Regions from separate parts of the Macaca mulatta genome. Here region 2 is linked to region 1. Evidence: chromatin contacts called from public Hi-C data. All regions are on one chromosome and are shown on one strand. The core of a region is the stretch at or near the end of the contact, and the rest is flanking DNA. Distances in the headings are between cores, read along the strand shown. Region 1 holds the start of ARL8B (ADP ribosylation factor like GTPase 8B). Region 2 holds the start of EDEM1 (ER degradation enhancing alpha-mannosidase like protein 1).

Region 1 (5,512 bases), core at 854-3,353:
AGGAACAGTGGCTCATGCCTGTAATCCCAGCACTTTAGGAGGCCAAGGCAGGAGGCTCGATTGAGCCCAGGAGCTCAAGGCTGGCCTGGGCAACATAGGAAGATCTTGTCTCTACCAGAAAAAAAAAAAAAAAAAAAAAAAAAAATTAGTGGTTTTAGATACACATTCCACCCTTCTATTCCTGTGGAAGCTCAAAAAATCATAATATTACAATAGGCGGCCAGGCACGGTGGCTCACGCCTGTAATCCCAGCAATTTAAGAGTCCAAGTCGGGTGGATCACATGAGGTCAGGAGTTTGAGACCAGTCTGAGCAACACAGCAAAACCCGTCTCTACTAAAAGTAATTAGCCGGCCGTGGTGGAGGACGTCTGTAATCCCAGCTACTCAGGAGGTGGAGGCAGGAAAATCGCTTGAACGTGGGAGGTGGAGGTTGCAGTGAGCTGAGATCTCGCCACTGCACTCCAGCCTGGGGGACAATGCGAAACTCCGTCTCAAAAAAAAAAAAAAGTAATAATAATAATATTAGAAAAGGATCCGAACAACAAGCAGGTCAAGCTTCCTTATACACACCATTCTTCAAAGGACGTTGGGGTTTCTGCTAATCTCTTTTTCTCCAAGACTTACTCCTGTTGCTTTATTACTGCAAGGACTAAGAATCACAAGTTACCTATTTTCTCAAACATGAAAGCTGTGTTTGAATTATTCTTGTGTAACCTAACCAGTCGGACAGCTAGTCTTCAGGATTTCAACAGTCATTGAAAAGGTGGAAGAACTGCTGCCATCTCTCTTCAGAACAGTTCTAAAACTCCCCTGGCGTGTACAAGCCACTACCAGCTAAAACTGAGTCACAGCAACTCCTGGGCTCTAAATAAAGATCAAGGAGAAATTTTTCGCTCCTATTTCTTTCCCAACCAACCAAACAAGCAAAACGAAATAATCATCTTTTTACTCAATCATTGATGAACAAACACCACATTCTATGTAAGTCCTCCCTGCAATTTTCCTTCCACCCATTCCCTGCGCCTGCTAAGCTGTGTACCTGCCCAGTACCTTCTTTTCTCTTCAAGTGAAAAACACCATTGAAAGACCAACCCCTTTTTCGCAGGGTAGTTAACTTTATGCTGACTGCAGATCCATCTTATCTACTCTCTTAAAACAATTAACTTTTAGCTTCATAAATACTATGTATTGTGGGCTAGCTGGAGCTCAGCAATCAGCTTGGCCTCCGCGCCTGGGTGACGGGTGAAAACAAGTAACTAAATTAGATGGGGCGAGCTGCCCACAAAATTCAGGAAGGCGCCCACACTGGTCTCCTGCTTTCACAATGGGGCTATTGGTCCAAAGTGGCAACTTAAGAGAGGATCTTAATGCTTACGCTTTCTCATAGGGCTGACGGATTTGCCAAATCCCACCCTTTGGGAAAGTGACAAACTGGACTTAACTCTTTGGCTGCCCCTACTGGGCAAACCCAATGGAAACCCCAATCCCCAAGTGCTTTAAAAAATGTGACAAGCCCAATTTAACTCTTTCCGAGCCCCCGCGGCGTTGAGGACACAGCCCTTGGAAAATGTCTACATAGACTTAACCCTTCCGCTGCCGATCTCAGTGCTACTCCCCGCGCCGCCAACACGCGGGAAATTCCAAATTCTGGCCCTCGGGAGGCGACAGGCCCAGCTTCGCACGCCCCCCCCCCCCCCGCCATCAGTCCCATCGCGCCGAGGGCCTTCTAGACTCAGGCCTTCTAGAGGCGCCGGGCCGGACTCCGGGCTGCGGAGCCCCGGGCGAGAGAGTGGGCGGGCACTCACCGCGATGACATTGACGAAGGTGGTCTTGCCCGAGTACTGCAGCCCCACGAGCGTCAGCTCCATCTCCTCCTTCCAGAAGAGCGAACGGAACCAGTCCAGCAGGCGGGAGATGAGCGCCAGCATGATGGCGGCCGGGATCGAGGACGGACGGGAGGACGGACGAGCAGCGACGTCGACGACTTCCACACGAGCGGGCCTCCGCCCAGACCCCCCAACGGCTCCTCGGTGCCCCGGCGCGACACGGGCGCACACCGGCGGGCAGCAGCGGCCAGAGCCAGGAAGCTAAGCGGGTCATATGACTCGCCCTACCCCCCCACGCCCTTCCCGGCGCCGCCGTCTGCACCCACGGCAAGAGCGGCGCGGCCCGTCTGACCAGGCCCCCCCGCCGCTTGCAGCGCCACCTGGTGGGCATGCCCCGCAGCACAGCGTACCCGCGGGCCCCCTTGAGGCTTTCTCTCCATTCATTCACTGTTGGTTCTTTCGTCATTCATCCACTTATTCATTCGTTAATTCATTCATTCATTTTTTTTCTATAATCGTTCATCAGCAATCTACTCTGCAGGAAGACTTGAAGACTCTGGAAGAGTTAGCGTGGAATAAAACTTCCTGTCCTACATTTTTGGTAGTAGCAAAAATAGTGTTAACTTAAAAATCACACAGTTTATAAATTTAGAAAGGAGAGCTTTATTTCTTAAGAAGAGGATTATAACCTGTAGGCAGGAAGTGCAGCCTCAGGCTAAAAAAAAAAAAAAGTAAGCACTTTGAGAGAGGGAACGGTGCAACAAGAATTTATATTGAAGGGTTGGCCAAGTAAACATATTTCACTTATGAAAGGAGCTATTAATATGTATGAAGGTGGTGGTCTTGACACTTACATAGTGAACAAATCTGTATGGTTCATATGACCTTGTTCATTTAAGGGTGGCGACTTAATATTTAAATGTATTATAATCAGGCAGGGTGTGGTGGCTCATGCCTGTAATCCCAGCACTTTGGGAGGCCAAGGCGGGCAGATCACCTGAGGTCAGGAGTTTGAGACCAGCCTGACCAACATGGTGAAGCCCCATCTCTACTAAAAATACAAAATTAGCCGAACGTGGTGGTATGCACCTGTAGTCTCAGCTGCTTGGGAAGCTGAGGTGGGAGAATTGTGTGAACCCAGAAGGCGAAGGTTGCAGTGAGCCGAGATCATGCCACTGCACTTCAGCCTGGGTGACAGAGTGAGACCCTGTCTCAAAAAAAAAAATTAATAAATAAATAAAGTAAATGTATTATAATCAGGCCCTCCAAACAGAAAGTGAATCAGGGACCAGAAAGGCATTCAACTGCTTGGCCTCTGTAAAACCAGCCAGAACTGAGCTGGGCGTGGTGGCTCACAGCCTGTAATCCCAACACTTTGGGAGGCTGAGGCAGGTGGATCACGAGGTCAGGAATTTGAGACCAGCCTGGCCAACATGGTGAAACCCTGTCTCTACTAAAGATACAAAAAATTAGCCCAGGCCAGGTGCAGTGGCTCATGCCTGTAATCCCAACACATTGGGAGGCCAAGGCGGGCAGGTCACCTCAGGTCAGGAGTTCAAGACCAGCCTGACCAACATGGTGAAACCCCGTCTCTACTAAAAATACAAAAATTAGCCAGACATGGTGGCATGCGCCTGTAATCCCAGCTATGCCGGAGACTGAGGCAGGAGAATCGCTTGAATCCGGGAGGCGGAGGTTGCAGTGACCGAGATCATGCCCCAGCCATCCTGGGTGACAGGGCAAGACTCCATCTCAAAAAAAAACAAAAAAAAAAAACAAAACAAAAAGCCAGCCAGAACCAATGCATGGATGCATAGTAAGCTGTCTCTTAACAGGAGAAAGTTACAGAAGTCAGTCGCTTGTCTAATCAAAGCCACAGTTAGGCTTGAGGAACAGATCAATTAGCCTGCATCTGGAAGAGAGTTGTAACTGTTTTAATTGTGTTTATTTCCAGGCCAGTGCTGGTTTAGCTGGTAGAGAAAAAGAAAAACCTTGCAGTTAGTCATTTAACCCTTGCCTAGTATGGCCTTAGGTCCTGTTTATAATTTGCTATCTAATTGTCACAGAGTCCATTCTGTCAGTCTTATGATCTCTATTTTAACGTTAATGTTGGTCATTTGTTGTTTCTAAACCACATAAAGGAGGAGGTATAACCAGGTGTGACTGACTTCCCATCTTGTCGAGGGAAGGAACTCAGTTTCTAAGATTTTCCTAGGATCTCTTTGTCCAGGAAGGGTCTGTGTAGTCACTTGAGGGAGCTCAGTTTTCTTGTTTATTTGATTTCGAGACAGAGTTAAGCACAGTTGCCCAGGTTGGAGTGCAATGGCAGATCATAGCTCATTGCAGCCTTGAATTCTTAGGCTCAAGTGATCCTCCTGCTTCAGTCTCTCAAAGTGTTGGGATTACAGGCTTGAGCCACCATGCCCACACCCAGCCCAGGAATTTTTTTTTTTTTTTTCTTTTGAGATGAGTCTCCCTCTGTTGCCAGGCTGGAGTGCAGTGGCGCAATCTCAGCTCACTGCAACCTCAGGCTCCTGGGTTCAAGCAATTCTCCTCCCTCAGCCTCCCGAGTAGCTGGGACTACAGGCGCGCCACCAAGCCAGGCTAATTTTTGTATTTTTAGTAGAGATGGGGTTTCACCATGTTGGCCAGGATGGTCTCAATCTCTCGACCTCATGATCCACCCACCTTAGCCTCCCAAAGTACTGGGATTACAGGCGTGACCCACCAGGCCCAGCCTAGGATTTTATTTTTAGTTTACAATGGGAAGCAATGAGTGTCTATCAATAGGGAATTGATTAACCAGGATGTGTCCCCAGAAAGGAATACTATGCAGCTGTAAAAATATATATATATATATATAAGAAGAAGAAGAAAGTTATCTGTAAACTGATAAGGAATGATGATCAGGAAATATTTTCAAGAGACAAAAAAATCAAGGTTCATGGCTGGGCACAGTGGCTCACACCTGTAGTCCCAGCACTTTGGGAGGGCAGATCACTTGAGGCTGGGAATTTGAGGCCAGCCTGGCCAACATGGCAAAACCCCATCTCTACTAAAATTACAAAAATTAGCCAAGCGTGGTGGTGCATGCCTATAATCCTAGCTATTCATGAGGCTGAGGCAGGAGAATCCCTTGAACCCAGGAGGCAGAGGTTGCAACGGGCTGAGATTGCACCACTGCATTCCAGCCAGTCCAGATTAAGACTGTCTCAAGGCCTGGCGCAGTGGCTCATGCCTGTAATCCTAGCACTTTGGGAGGCCAAGGCGGGTGGATCACAAGGTCAGGAGATCGAGACCATCCTGGCTAACACGGTGAAAACCTGTCTCTACTAAACATACAAAAAATTAGCTGGGCGTGGTGTCGGAAGCCTGTAGTCCCAGCTACTGGGGAGGCTGAAGCAGGAGAATATTGTGAACCTGAGAGGCGGAGCTTGTAGCGAGCTGAGATTGCGCCACTGCACTCCAGCCTGGGCAACAGAGCGACACTCCCTCTCCAAAAAAAAAAAAATAGACTGTTTAAAAAAAAACAAAAAAAGTCAGGGTTCAGACTATGTACATAATGATATTTGGAATGTAAGATGAGAAAATAATAACGCATATGATTACATGCTGGGATTACAGGCATGAGCCACCATGCCTGGCCACAATATAATTTACTTTAACATATATTTAAGACTTTAAA
Region 2 (5,512 bases), core at 1,562-4,061, 62 kb before region 1:
TACACATAACCAAACCAATGCATAACCAAACCAAAACACTCATCAGCAGCCTTTCATTCTGAAATAAAAGCCAACGGCACACATGATACCATGAAGACCAGCAAGTTAAATCAACCACCACCTCACTTGCTGGGAAGGGACTCTTAAGGTTCTCCAGAAGCACTCTTAAGGTTAAGAAAAACATTAAAATGTCATCAACTCACTCTCCAAACCATCATATTCTCAAATGAAAGTGTTATCACAATTCCCCGTTAAACTGTTTTCAACTTGAGTCCACCCGATAAAAGGTAATCTGAGAAACAGTCTGTGAGCAAGAATAAAGGTACTTATTGAAAGTGCTCTCTCCCTTCTTGTAATACCAAAAGCACTAGTGGAAAAGCACAAATTAAGATCCAAAATATGTACACATACTATGATTGCCTATGTACAACATGGGTAGACATATGGGCAGGAACTAGTGGCAAAGATAAATTTAAAATAACTGGTGGAATTTTATGATGTTATTCAAAATTTAATGATGTTGATTTAAAAAGAAAAAACATTAAAGCATGATGTAGGCTGACAAAAAAAAAAAAAAAACACCACAATTTAGTGAAGTTTATTCCCCACCCCCAAAAAAACTGAGACAGAAAGAAAATACATTTATAGGTATAAAGTCCCCTCTAGTTATGTGAGCCAAATCATTCATTGCTTAAAATCTGGAAAGGTCATGGCCAGGCACGGTGGCTCAGGCTTGTAAGTCCCGCAATTTGGGAGACCCAGGCGGGTGCATCACGAGGTCAGAAGGTCGAGACCATCCTGGCTAATACGGCGAAATCCCGTCTCTACTAAAAATACAAAAAATTAGCCGGGGCATGGTGGCATGAGCCTGTAGTCCCAGCTACTCGGGAGGCTGAGGTAGGAGAATCACTTTAACCCGGGAGGCGGAGGTTGCAGTGAGCAGAGATCACGCTACTGCACTCCTGCCTGGGCGACAGAGCGAGACTCCGTCTCAAAAAACAAAAAATCTGGAAAGGCCAAAAACTTTTTTTCAAAATTTAATATTTTTTCTCAAAAAAAATTGAGATAGAATATACACTTATACATATAAACGCTATGGTTAAGCAAGAAAAACTCATCAGTTCCCTAGAATTATGAAAAGGCTCAGTCCTTTGCCTGGGATGTCCCCTTGCTTCGGTAGAAATCATGCTCTCAAACTGCAATTTAAAACATAAATGTGTAGATAACCACATCATTTAAAAAACCCAAGTCCGTTTAGTCTATAGGCTTCCTTATCAGAACCTAAGGACTGGATTCCACTGCTTTCCTCCAGATGAAGGAAAACGCTTGCCCCAGACGGTGCCAAGACACTGAGCAAACCAACTCCTCCACTCCCATCTAGGGGAGGGGAGTCACCTATTTGGACTAACAGGGTCTATGGCAATGCACACTCCTTCCCTACAGGTAAGAGGTCCTTAGCTGGGTGTACTGCTCTCTTGGACTTGGACGTCAACAGCGGTGAACCTTGGAGCTCAGCCTTTGCAAACAAGGCTGGTGGACAGGGAGGGCTGGCTGACCTTCCCTGACAACCACGCCACCAGAGGGGGGGATTTATAGGACAGATCGCACAGGGTAATGACGTTGACAGTCAATTCAGCATCCAATAAATTTCACCTCAAGTATCTGGACCCCAAATGTGGGCCACATAGCTTCCCTCCCCACCACCTATCCTCAGCGTAAGAAGCAGCCCCTGTGAAGGAGAGGCTGTAACCCCGTTCTGCCTCAAACTCAATGGACGGCTTTGGAGAAGTCAACTCTTGGCTTTTTACACAGAAAGGACGTGGGTGTGGCAATCTGATGGAGGTGGGGGTACGGGGAAAAGACTTGTTCTGAAGCTGCGTTTACACGGGAAGCATGGAGATTTCATCTAGAGTTTATGTTCATCCGGAGGAGGGGCTCAAGATGGAAGTGGAAAGCCCTCCAAGCCAGCCCTTGGCACTGCCACTGTCCCTTCTGGTCCTGGACCTCAGTTTCCTCATGTGTAAGACACTGAGCTGGACAGCAGTTCTGAAGTTTGGAGATTGCGGGAGAATCAGGAGAGGAAGGCCACCGGCCCACCCCGCACCCTCAAGCTCGGGTGTCTTCACAGGGACTCAGGCGGGACACGGTGCGGGGACGCTGCCCGGGACCCTAACGGCCCTGGCGCCCTCGGAGGACAGACGGCTGCACCCCGGAGCGGAGGGCGGAAGGAAGCGCTTGGGCGCGCGGCCCCGGGCGGCGGGGGCTACTCACGGGTCCCCGCGGTCGGGCCCACGGCCGCGGCAGTGGATGGGGTTGAGCTCGTCCTGAGGGAAGGCGTGCGCCATGTAGTTGTCGTAGCCAAAAACGAACATCCCCCGTGCCAGGTCGCGCATCTGGGCACGCAGCTGCGGAGGGAAGGCGCCGCTGTAGCGCTTCTCGTACTCGTCCGGGCCGCGGTCCCGGCCGCCCAGCACGTAGCCCCAGTGGGCTGGGCCGCACACCCCCGGCTCAGGACGCCGCGGAACCTTGCGCGGGCTCTGCGTCGCCGCGGTCCCCGGCGGCTGCAGCCACGACGGTCCAGATAGCCCCCCAGGCCGGCCCACGGGCCCCGAGGCGGGCGACGCGGGGCCGTCGGGGCTCCTCAGACGCTGGAAGCCGAAGCTGAGCGGAAAGCGCTGGTAGAAGCCCATGCTGGGCCCCAGCCCGAAGACGAGCCACAATACTCCATGGAGGCCAAGCCGGAGGAGCACCAGCCCCAGGACAAGCGCTCGCCATTGCATGGTCGCGCGGGCGCGGCGGGCATTATTTTAAAGCGCGGGGGCCTCCCCGCCGACCACCGCACCCCGCGCTCGCCCCGTAGCCCGGCTCACTTCCCCTTTAAGGAACTCCCCCGTGACGCACCAGGAACTAGCCCATTGTCCCCAACCCCCAGGCTCTCGGGCGGGCCCGCCAGGCCCAGCATTCGCTCGCCCGGTGGCCCGGGATTGGCCCGGCCAGGGCCCGGCCTCGCGGGGCGCGGCCCAGGACTCCCTCCCACGCCGTAGGCCGCCGGGACGTCCGCGACGCCCCGAGGCCCCGCCCCTCACCCGGGCCCCGCCCCGTCCCTCCAAGCTCCGCCCCCCTGGGCGGTCGGTAGCCCGACGGGCTGGCGTGGCGAGCAGGAGCCGCGCCGGCCCAGGCGAGGGAACTTCCAGCCAATGGGAGAGCGGCACGGCAGCGCCCGCCGGACGCTAGACACAGACGTGGCCCTAGGCCGCCTGGCCTTGGGTAGATCGGGTCTCTCTCTGGGCAGAGCGTGTGTCCGGCAGAGCTGGGACCGGAACAAAACCACTCTAGGTCTAGGTTAGGAGTGATGACAGTTAAAAGATACATACTGAAAAGAAGGAAAGGATCATTTCTGTATAAAAGGAACTATTTTTGCATATCTAGGGCAGAAGTTTTATAACTTAGGTGTCTGTTTATGGAGGGGGTGGGATACTACCTTTTAGCTCAAGGAGTGCACAAAACAGTTAACTGCAGGCCACATAAAGATCATAAATCTTTTGATTTAAACACCCAATTTTTAAGAATCGCTCTTGATGCTTGTAAAACGCATATCCCCAGATCCCTCCCTAGACCTATCCAACTCCAGTGTCTCGGGAATGTGCGTATAGGTACTCTTGGGCAGTTCCTAGAAACCGGCAGTTTCAGGAAATACTAAATTATGTTATATTGCTTTTGTCTCGGCAATAGGATTTTTTTAAAAGGGGGGTGCGGGTTGGGGGTGGGAATCAAGGCTCCCACCACCACCAAATTATTAACCAGATGTATCTAAATATGTCTTCTCTTGTCCCTCCCATCCCACCATCTCTCCTGTGCACCCGCAATTAACGACCTAACTTTTGAGGTGTGGGGTAGATTCCCAGTTAAATCACTTTACTCCTCTATATCTACTTCCTATAATTAAGAATGTTGCAAATGTTAGCTCTAAAGGGCTATGGCTTTCACATAAAGATTCAACGGTTTAGACGTTTTATTTATTTTGCTTGCTGCACTTGGAGTTGGCTGTAAGGTTTGCTCTAAGTTTAGACCCTATGCCTGTTTCATCAAGGTTTCTGAAAAGCTTGGGAAGCAAGACCTGACTAGACCCCCAAATCAGATATTGGCTGAATGGCCGACCAAGGGAGTGCATAAGAAGGTAAGTTGTCATGTGGCACTCTCAGCACATTTTCAGGGTAGAGGACTTTTTGAAATACAGAGCAGGTGTAAGGGGGAACTAAGAAAACACTTGATTACAGCACATGGTAGCTGGCACATAGGAAGGTCCTTACTATTGGCTGAGCCTTGTTCTTTCCCAACATTGAGACATCGAGAGCAGCCCAAGCAGCAAAAAGATTATGAAGACAACTTGCGTCAGGATCTTTAGACTACATAACTTCTGCTTTTTCCCCTCAGTGAAGGATGCCTGGGGACTGTGCTGGCAGCCGAGCTCCAGCCCTTGATCCTGAACTTCTGCCTTCCCGGAACTTGCAAACTGAATGTGAATATTCAGTTGCATGTTGTATGTTTCCTTCCAGGGCTACTTTATTGCAGATTTTAACTTAAACTTAATCTGGTTAACTGCAGGCCACACTGAGGACAGCTCCTGTCTTGATGTTAGAGAAAAACTCTTATAAAAATAAATATTTTAATAACCAGAGAAAACCATCCAACTCCTGAAAGATGCTTTTCATGGTAAACCTGATGGTTTTCAAAACACTTTGACATGTGTGCTCATTTAATCTTCATAGAAAACATTCTAAGGCTTATTCCACAAGCCATAACGGAAGAAATCAGGTTGGGGGCTCAATTCTCAGAGCCTGTTGACTCTAGGCAGAAAGAGAGTTACTACACTTTAGGGCAATTTGCACTTCAAATAGCTGGCCCTTGAGCAGACAGGTCCCTCGGCTCTTTCCAAGCCATCCAAAGGCAACAGTTTTGACATCAGTGCCCTGCAAGGCATAGCCTAGGCATTAGGATCTAGGTTCAGAAAGTGTTTCCTTCTGGAATGAAACTGAAATGAAAGAAATGGGTTATTTTGTGCTAGTCCTTTCGATTAGGACTCCCCTTAAGGTAAATACAACTGATATTGGGACAACACCCATACCTAATCAGAAAACTCCACCTTAAAAATCAACTCTTTAAGATACAGTTTGATTTGTGACAGGTTTTCCAGCAATCTCACAAGAGCATCAGGGACTGATAAGGAGGCACTTTTTCCTTTACTCTGGGGAATGCCAAAGAGATGACGACTAAGAACTCACATTCAGAAGTCAGGTGTTCAAATAGTAGCTCTGCCCTAAGAGTGACCTTGGGAAGTTACTTTTCTGGACTTGTTTCCTCATCCATAAAATGGGTGAGTGATGAGGACAATGTTTATCACAGTTGTGAATTACATCATACACGTGTGTGTGTGTGTGTGTATAGTACTTACACCGTGTTATACAGTGAGCCCTATTGTTAATACTTTTCAACTCTGAACCTTTTAAAACTA

Evidence for each region. A called contact is a pair of places that touch in the nucleus more often than the background predicts.
Region 2: a contact with region 1 is called in a Hi-C map of blood, with 3 times the contacts expected there. The contact joins the promoter of EDEM1 here to the promoter of ARL8B in region 1. A contact is called at or near these places in 6 of 14 Hi-C or Micro-C datasets (CD4 T cells, blood, cortical neurons and 3 more).

What each region holds. Positions count from the first base shown.
Region 1 is chr2:143,857,313-143,862,824 of T2T-MMU8v2.0, reverse strand. It overlaps ARL8B (ADP ribosylation factor like GTPase 8B), which reads right to left and starts at 2,103. Exons shown (of 8, transcript XM_002808319.4): 1 at 1,985-2,103; 2 at 1,807-1,983. The coding sequence starts at 2,101.
Region 2 is chr2:143,919,538-143,925,049 of T2T-MMU8v2.0, reverse strand. It overlaps EDEM1 (ER degradation enhancing alpha-mannosidase like protein 1), which reads right to left and starts at 2,811. Exons shown (of 12, transcript NM_001265750.1): 1 at 2,272-2,811. The coding sequence starts at 2,780.